Regions from separate parts of the Mus musculus genome. Here region 1 is linked to region 2. A link is a contact called in public ChIA-PET data. All regions are on one chromosome and are shown on one strand. The core of a region is the stretch at or near the end of the contact, and the rest is flanking DNA. Distances in the headings are between cores, read along the strand shown. Region 1 holds the start of Dip2a (disco interacting protein 2 homolog A). Region 2 overlaps Dip2a (disco interacting protein 2 homolog A).

Region 1 (4,193 bases), core at 1,291-3,790, 74 kb after region 2:
AAGCTATTCTGTACGCCAAAAAAAAAAAATTAAAGTTAAAAGATACTGAAAGGGCTGGAGAGATGGCTTAGTGGTTAAGAGCACTGACTGCTCTTCCAAAGGTCCTGAGTTCAAATCCCAGCAACCACATGATGGCTCACAACCATCCATAACGAGATCTGACTCTTCTCGAGTGTCTGAAGACAGCTACAGTGTACTTACATATAATGAATAAAAAAAAGATACTGAAATACTCGTTTTAGGACTATGACACAACATATATATATAACACATTCCTTTCGTTCATAAATAAAACACCTTGACTGTTTCAAACCACTTACACACACTGAGCAAACCTTTACAAAGACCTTGAAATGTCAGTAAAACGTTCACCTCCTTTTATGGCTGGCCAAGCCCAAGTTCAGACATGTTATAAATCAGTGGCTTGCCAGGTGACACTTACGAGATGCCAGCCTCTATGTGAGTTCTCCAAAGGTCTGCCTGAAACACAGTCTGTATCACTAGGCATCTCCGAGCCCAACAGGGACAGCTACACATCACAATAATCCCAAGCTCTAGGGTCCAGTGTTAAGGTGTGAAAGTTCTCTGAGAGCAGGGCCAAGGGCAACTCTGCCAATGTAATCATTTAACCTATGTGGCAAAATGAAATGTGCCAGTCTAGCAGAGGGCAAGAAACTATGGTTACTGACTCTGACTCTGGGGTTGCCAGCGCACTCTGCAGTCTCCTGCTATTAACTCTGAACTGTCTGCCCCCTTCCTCCACGTAAGCTGTTTTTTCAGATCCTCACCATGGCACACACCTTATACCCTTTCCTTACATAAACCCCATGTATGTCTAAAACAGTATCAGTATAAGTAGATTTGATTAACTTAAGAGCTACTTCTATCGCTGACATACTTCAGTCCTGCCACAAGTTATGAAGTTTTTGCTTTGAGGAAATAATTTAATTAACTGTAAACTCGTAGCGAGCATTAAAAGCTATATAACCCTACGGAACTGAAATAACCGATATTCTGGAGCCGTAATGAGGAGCAATCTGCAACAACATATTTGATATGCAAAAGCCAAACTACAACTATGCGATTTCCCCTGGGGAGTCATATCAAATCCAGTACAATAGACCTTTTTTCTCAGAATCATTCCCAACCACGCCTCCAAAGAGAATCAAGGATTTTCAAAACGGAGCTGGAGAGATGGCTCAGTGGTTAAGCGCACTGGCCGTTCTTCCAGAAGACCTGGGTTCAAGTCACAGCACCAACATGAATCTAGGACCCAATTCTGGCCTCCAGGGAACACCAGGCACGCATAAGATATACAGACAAACATGCAGGGGAAATGCATATATTTAAAAAGAAAAAGAGAATTCTCAAAAACTCACTAAACCTACCACAGCAAAGCTTAACAATCTAAATGGGGTGGGGTGGGGGGGTGATGGATTCTAACAAGTTCTAATTGCATTTAAGTCTCAAAAGCAGAGTTAACAAGCACAGATGCTTTTCCACCAGGGTTGGAGGTCAGTTTATGGAGAACAGAACTCTTTTCCCAGGCGTCCAAATTGAGGGCGCCACTCCCATCTCTGGAGTTCTATTATTTCCCTAGTCTGTTTCTAACAACCACTTATTTGACTTTTTAACTTTTTAAAAATCCTCACCTAGAGAGGGCTGTCGGGTTGGCCCGGCGAGCACTTGCCCTCTAATCTGACAACCTGAGTTCATTCCCAGAACTCACAAGGTGGAAGGAGAGCACCAGCTCCCAGCTCCGTGCAAGCTGACCTCTGACCTCCCCACGCAGGCACCGTGACCCTTGCCTGTCCCCCACCTCCTCCCCCAGTGTAATTGTATCAAAATTCCGTAAAGGAATAAACCTTTTAAGTGTTAAACACGTTTTACATGTTTATAGGTTAATGCACTTCAGCCTCATAATCCACAAGGCGCAAGTGTACTTTTGCTTCGTTTTCTAGATGAGGAAACTGAGGCTCACGAGGCAGTCTGAGGTTCCAGGGGTGGGGCTCGGCTTCTGCATCCCGGGCTTCCTGCTGGCCGACAGGCTGCAGGGCACACGCTGGAAGCCCGGACCTGGACCGTGGCCTTGACGGTCGGGCAGCAAGAGTGCGCCTAGGCCCACCTCCCAAGCCAGTCCCTCCCGGTGTCCTTCGGAGGCCGGGCACCCGCCAGTCTGCAGAAGCTGGCGGGCTCTCCGGCGAGCGGCCCAGACAGGGATGCCGAGGAGAGGCCGGCGGGGATCCCGTATGAGGGTACCCGCAGGTTCCGGGGGTGACGCTCCCGGAGGTCCCTGGGCGGGGTCTCGGGCGAGGGTCCCTGGCGGGGTGGGGGGTGGGGGGAACCCGCGGCTCACCTTCGGACAGCTCCAGCTCCAGCTCCGCCAGGCTCTCGAGCACCTCGGCGGGCAGCGGCGCCGCCTCCAGAGGGCATCCGCGGTCGGCCATGGCCGGTGGCTCAGGCGTTCCCCCAACCGGGGCCTGCAGACCCGCAGCGGCCGCCCGCAGCCGGCAGCGGGCGGGGCGCGGCCGGGGCTGCTTCGCAGGGGCGCGGGCACGGGCGCGAGCGCGGCTGGCTCCGGCTCCGGGAGCGCGCTGGGGACGCGCGTGCGCGGCTGAGGGGCGGGGCAACGCTTGCGCGGGTACGCCGGGCCGGCCCCGCCCAGCAACTTTAAAGGCTCGGTTCCATTGGCCAATAAGACACGCCGGAGCAGCCCGGAGCTTTACTCCGCTTCGGGGTGCGAGAGGAGCGGCGGGCGGGAGAGCTGGACAGAGGCGCCTCGGGAGACGTGCGACCCCACCGAACGGACTTCAATGTCGCCCAGGTGACCCTCCTCCGGGATCCCCACCTTCTTCTTCCTCAGGAGCCCTGCTGGCACGCTTAATTCTGTCCGCGTTCCTGCTATGGTATCAGCTAACTCTGGCGGGTTTTCTGCCGCCCTTAAAGTGTGTTTGCTTATTCCCTTTCACAATAACCCTGGAAGCACTCTGACATTGACCAAGAAGGAGCTCTGGCAGTGTCTCAGTCCTTGAGATGTCCTTGGGGCATGGAAGCATAGATCTGACATGTTGGAAACCTTAGTGGGATTTTTGAAGGAGCTATTCTCAGAGTGGCGGTATATATACACATATACGTATAAACATGTATATACATACATACATACATACTTACATACATATATATACACACACACACACGCACACACACACAATTTTATTTCTACTACTCATTAGCCACCCTCTTGCCACTGTCTACATATATTAAAAATCCCAGGTAGGCAACAAAAAAGACCATTTTGGAGGCTTTCAGTGAGCCTAATATTACATCCACAAGGAACAGCATAGGAAGGTGTCCCCAACTGATTTTAAAACATCTGATTTGAGCTGACTAATCTGGTTATACAGGCAGGAGGTGTGGTATGCAAACGAGGGACTATTTATTTCCGCAGGTCACAGGTTTATATAGGAAGCAGTCACAAGCTTTGCATGAAAGCTGGTCAACACTTCTCACGTTTCTCTGATCAATGGTTTCTTCTAAGGAAGTGTTCCCTGTCCTCTTGAATGAATAATAGCTGCCGAAAGTTTACTGGTCGAGAAAAAAAAAAGCATCTGGGCTTCGCCTTTCGAGGCGGGTGCACTGTCTGGAGTGGGTGTGGCCAGAGCAAGGTTTCCTGGACCAGGTCTCCTGGATTCAATTGTAGTAGATTAGCTTGCTGCTGGAGTATTTTCACATTGACTGTAAAGTACGGAAAACAGCCAGACTTGAAGGCATTCCAGCAGGTTGCTGGGGAAGGAGCTGCTTAGCTGACAGTCCCTCACTCTAGGCTGCCAGGAATCAGGAAGGGAATGATGTCCTTGTCCTTCAAAGAGCTGAATTTTTATTTATTGACGTCGGAACAAAAAAGTGTTTACAATAAAGACTTAAAAATTCAACACAAAACGTTTTAAGCAGCATTTAACAACACTTTAGAGCATTTAACATTTGTTAAGGTTTATTTTATGTGTGGGTGTTTTGCAGGCAAGTGTGTACCTGTGCACCACATGCATGCAGTACCAAAGAATTCCAGAGAGGGCGCCAGATGTCCTTCAACTGTAAGACTGCCCTTAGCCACCATACTTCATACTACAAAAAAACCCAGAAGTTTCTTCAAAAGCAACAAGCACTCTTAACTGGTGAACTGTCTCTCCAGTCCC
Region 2 (3,941 bases), core at 847-3,346:
GTCAAATGGCTATCTCTGATTACCTCCTTGTCTCCTAAAAAGCTAAGGCCTGGGCAGTAGCCAGTGAGGTCTGCAGTGGCCAAACTCCAGTTCTTGCCTCTGGGGCTAAAGCGCACAGCCCTGGGAGCCTCTGATAATCCTGGATGTAGCGAGGCTGCCATGAAGTTAGGCTCACAGCACATGCCCACTCCACTGTATGCCTCGCCCCGCCCACTCATCCTTCTCTGACCGCTCCTTGCTTCCAAGGATGCTGGTCTCCCAGGCTTTGCTCTGTGACAGTGGCTCACATTTCTATTTGGCATTCTTGGGCAAATTTAGCCCCTCACAACTGTCTGGAGGTTTCTGGGACCTTACTAGGTAGGCCAAGGCTTACTTTGATGGCAAATGTCTGGGTGTGCCCTGGTGGGGCCTGTTCTCTACTATCACCCTGGATTAGAGAACACCTTCTTCTCATCTTCAGTCTGGGATCAGAGCTGCCCTTTGTGACTGCAAGTGTGAGGGCCGTTGATTCATCCATAGCCTACCCACCCCACCCCTTGGCAGTGTCTGTAAAGAGGCAGTCTCTTCTCGCTTCTATATTTGGGTTCTACAGCTCCGGGCTCTATGCTCTGAGTATTCAAAGACCTAATCTCACAACTCTAGGCTTCAGTGGCCCAGCCCAGTCCCCACATATTCACTAGGAGTGTGCACCCCAGCACTGTCCACACCACAGGTTATAGCAGTCCAACTTCTACCTTTCCAGACTCCATCAATGGTAGACTATGCGGAGAACCCCGTTCCACCAGACGAACTCTAAAAAATGGACAAAGAGAAAAGTTCAGAATAAAATTTACTCCGTAGTAATTTCTAAAGAGGCAAACCACACGTGTTCAAGTGAGCCCACAATGTCATTTCCTGGGTCTAAGTGCCCCTGCCCTGGCTAGCACCATTACCACACAGGATGCTGGAGATACAGTTTAGGCAAACCCAGCTTGTAGCCCTTAGTCAGAGGATGGGAGAACCATGCAGACAGGGCGGGAACAGTACCTGTCATGGCGCAGTGCCCGCATGTCCACGTAGACGGTCGTGGGGTCTGGGCCTGTTGTGCCCTGGAGGGAAAACAATAGAGGACCTTCTTTCAGAATTCTCATGCTCTGCTCAGTTTCACAAGCGTGGCTGTGTGGCAGCTGCTCCCAGGCCATCTGTGACACCCAGAAAAGGAGCTGTGTGTCTTGCATTCAGTCTGCACAAGGGCTCATGGTCCCCACCCTAGGCAGAGTTGATGCTGTCCATCCAAACATCTACTTGGCCAGATGATCCTGAGCAAAACTATCAGTGAATGAAACATCAATCCTAGAATTTTTATGTCAGCTCTGTAAGTTTCTGTGCCTGCTGGCCTCTGCTGCCCTGACACAACAGTGCTGACTGGGACACTTCCACCCAGCGTCAAGCCAGGGCCTGGCATCTCACTAAGTCCACTGAGGACTGAGCCCTACAGACACTCAGCTGAGCCAGACAACTCGAGCGTCACCCTGTGTGGGCAGCATGTACTAGTGTGTCACTCAGCAGAGTTTATTATGATTACACATGTTTAGCTGTGTTTGCGTGCACACCCACATGCCTAGAGCTCTTTTCCTCTGCTATGTGGGTCCCAGTGAGTGGCATCGGGTCAGGCTCAACAGCAATCTCCTTCACCTGCGAACCATCTCACTGGCCTGGTATTGCTGTTTTATTGACAAGGGACATCAAACTTAATGGATACCCTGATCAACAGCATTCTCTGAAGATTCTAGACAGTATAACCTCTCTCCAACCTCTGAAAAACTTTACATTTGGTTACAAAGGAGCTTTTGTAAAGTCAAATAATTCTCATTGTGAATAAACTAAGACAGCAAGAGAAACATGTATTCTGGAATCCACCAGAAGAGCACATGGACTCATAGAAGCAGGGGTCGGGGTGGGGTGCTGGAACGGGGAGGACAGACATGGAGACACTAGCAAGGTTGAGGGCTAGGGAAAGGTCCTACCTGCTCAGCTAGTTTTCCCAGCCTGTTGGGCTGACAGAGGCCAGGGCGGCCAGCAGAGGGAGACAGGGAGGAAATAGCACAGGAAACAAACAGAAGGCCACAGGCCACATGAGAAACACGCGAGAGAAGAAGGCATCACTGTATCTTAAAGAGCAAACACAGACCTGTCATTACAGTCGTTAGAGTTCTGCCGTTGCACACGGCACTCACATCCTGACACAAGGTGATGCCCTTCCATGTATGGAGGTGGGACATTTTCAGAGTTAGAATCAGGTCTCTCTTAACTCAGTCACCAACTTGGCCTATCAGGCACAGTGGGAACATCAACCTAGTATAGTACCCTCTAATCTCTCCTGGCTACTCAGTCATCGGAGACTTAAAACAGTACAGAGCCTTTTTGAGGCTAAGGGGACACAGGATGACTGACACCTTTGAGACAGGTATAGATTCTGGATCCAAGACCTGTCCTGCACATGAAGCCACCAAGAAGACAGGGTACATGCCAAGCACTGCTCTGGGATCCCAGAAAGGGCACTTTGTGCTGTTTTCGGCATTTGCTATGTCAGCTATCTGATCAACATTTAAGCTATGCTGAGAAAGAAGCGAAGTAGAGACTACTATAAAAACCAGAAAACAAGGACAACTACTAAAAGAGCCTGTGATGCTCACATCAGTTCTAAAATATTTGTATCCCATACAAATTATCTTCCTGATTAGGGAACTTGCTATGTAAACACGGCTGGGCTCAGACAGAGATCCACCTGCCTTTGCCTCCTGAGTGCTAGGTTTAAAGGTGTGAGCCACCACCCACAGATTACTATCGATTTCTTTAAAAAGCACGTTCAATCTTGCTTTTAAAAGTTAGCTGCCTATGACGGTTAACTTAGAGATGCTCATAGGTACAATAGCCACTGCTCAAAACCAAACTTCCTTCCTATCTAAATATTCTGTTCATCAGAACGAACAGAACATCTTTCTAAACAAAGCCCTCGTAGTCATCAAGGCTGAATGGCTATGTGGGAAGGTAACACCCACAGCTCCAAGGTGGAGCAAGAGGTAGAGCTACCTAGTGGCTAACTGGTGAGTGACTCCTACCAGTCTACAAAGGCGTTACTCTCTGGTATAGGTGCAGGTGACCTTGGGTACAGCCAACTTACCTGGAGGCAGATAGCTACATTGACCCTGCACCCAAAGGTGGTGCTCACAGCACGAGCAGGGAGGCCCAGGTCTTTGAACAGCTTGGAGAATGACTGTGTTAACGAGATCCGGGGCCGCTCCTCAGCCACTACCATGCATGTGCGCACACACGACAGGTTCACCCCCTTCATCTGCAGAAGAGCAAGAAGTTGTTCCACAGCACACACATCTGGGGCCCTCAGCGCTGACTGTCTAAGGGAAGGGCATCTGTGGGATGCCCATGAGGTCTAGCTGTAGATCTGAGTACATGAAGGCAGGTTTGAACACAAACTGCTTCCTCCAGTTCTGCAATCATCTGGGGAATCCTAAACACAGAAGCACTGCTGAATAAGTGCCCTTACATTTATGGCCACCCCTGCCCTGCCCCCTTAGATACCCTCCTTTCTGATTAGGGTCCAGCGCTTGACAGAGACGCATAGGCTTGGAAGAACCCGCGGCTGTACAGGCTCGCTTTGCACTTACCCTAAGGGCGCCTGTCTGAGCACCCAGGCCCTTGGTGCACATTTCCATCACTGAGTAGGAACAGAAGGTAACTCGGGCCTTGTACTGGCTGACGGCAGACAGCCAGAGGGACACGTTGCTCTCCAGCTCCAGTGGGGGAACGAGCACTGACTGGTGCCCAGAGTAGACGCTGTGGGGAGAGAGGCGATTGGAAAGGGGCACGGGCACAAGCTGCACACACCGGCTCCTTCCTGACACAGACTGTTTCTCTGGCCAAAACAGGCACCGGGGTGTTCA

What was found. ChIA-PET counts read pairs in DNA pulled down with a chosen protein or histone mark.
Region 1: a contact with region 2 is called in an RNA polymerase II ChIA-PET map of memory CD8 T cells, with 62 read pairs. The contact joins the promoter of Dip2a here to the enhancer-like site in region 2. A contact is called at or near these places in 4 of 39 promoter capture datasets (the 3T3-L1 cell line, 3T3-L1-derived adipocytes, HPC-7-derived erythroid cells and 1 more), 2 of 484 Hi-C or Micro-C datasets (nephron progenitors and pancreatic cancer cells), 4 of 115 datasets of contacts at active chromatin or transcription factors (effector CD8 T cells, embryonic stem cells and memory CD8 T cells) and 3 of 9 other capture datasets (adipose tissue, liver and pancreatic islet).

The regions. Positions count from the first base shown.
Region 1 is chr10:76,342,751-76,346,943 of GRCm38.p6, forward strand. It overlaps Dip2a (disco interacting protein 2 homolog A), which reads right to left and starts at 2,541. Exons shown (of 38, transcript NM_001081419.2): 1 at 2,357-2,541. The coding sequence starts at 2,447. It overlaps Gm40699 (a long non-coding RNA gene), which reads left to right and starts at 2,545. Exons shown (of 2, transcript XR_871838.2): 1 at 2,545-2,824; 2 at 4,018-4,193.
Region 2 is chr10:76,269,370-76,273,310 of GRCm38.p6, forward strand. Dip2a (disco interacting protein 2 homolog A) reads right to left here. Exons shown (of 38, transcript NM_001081419.2): 31 at 3,666-3,834; 32 at 3,164-3,334; 33 at 1,027-1,088; 34 at 735-792. Among named protein-coding and RNA genes, the nearest start is that of S100b, 18 kb to the left of the region's middle. Within about 2 kb of position 2,097, at least 26 of the 459 cell types and tissues checked have an H3K27ac peak or open chromatin away from gene starts, as enhancers often do. A contact at or near this core is called in effector CD8 T cells and memory CD8 T cells, where this site is marked.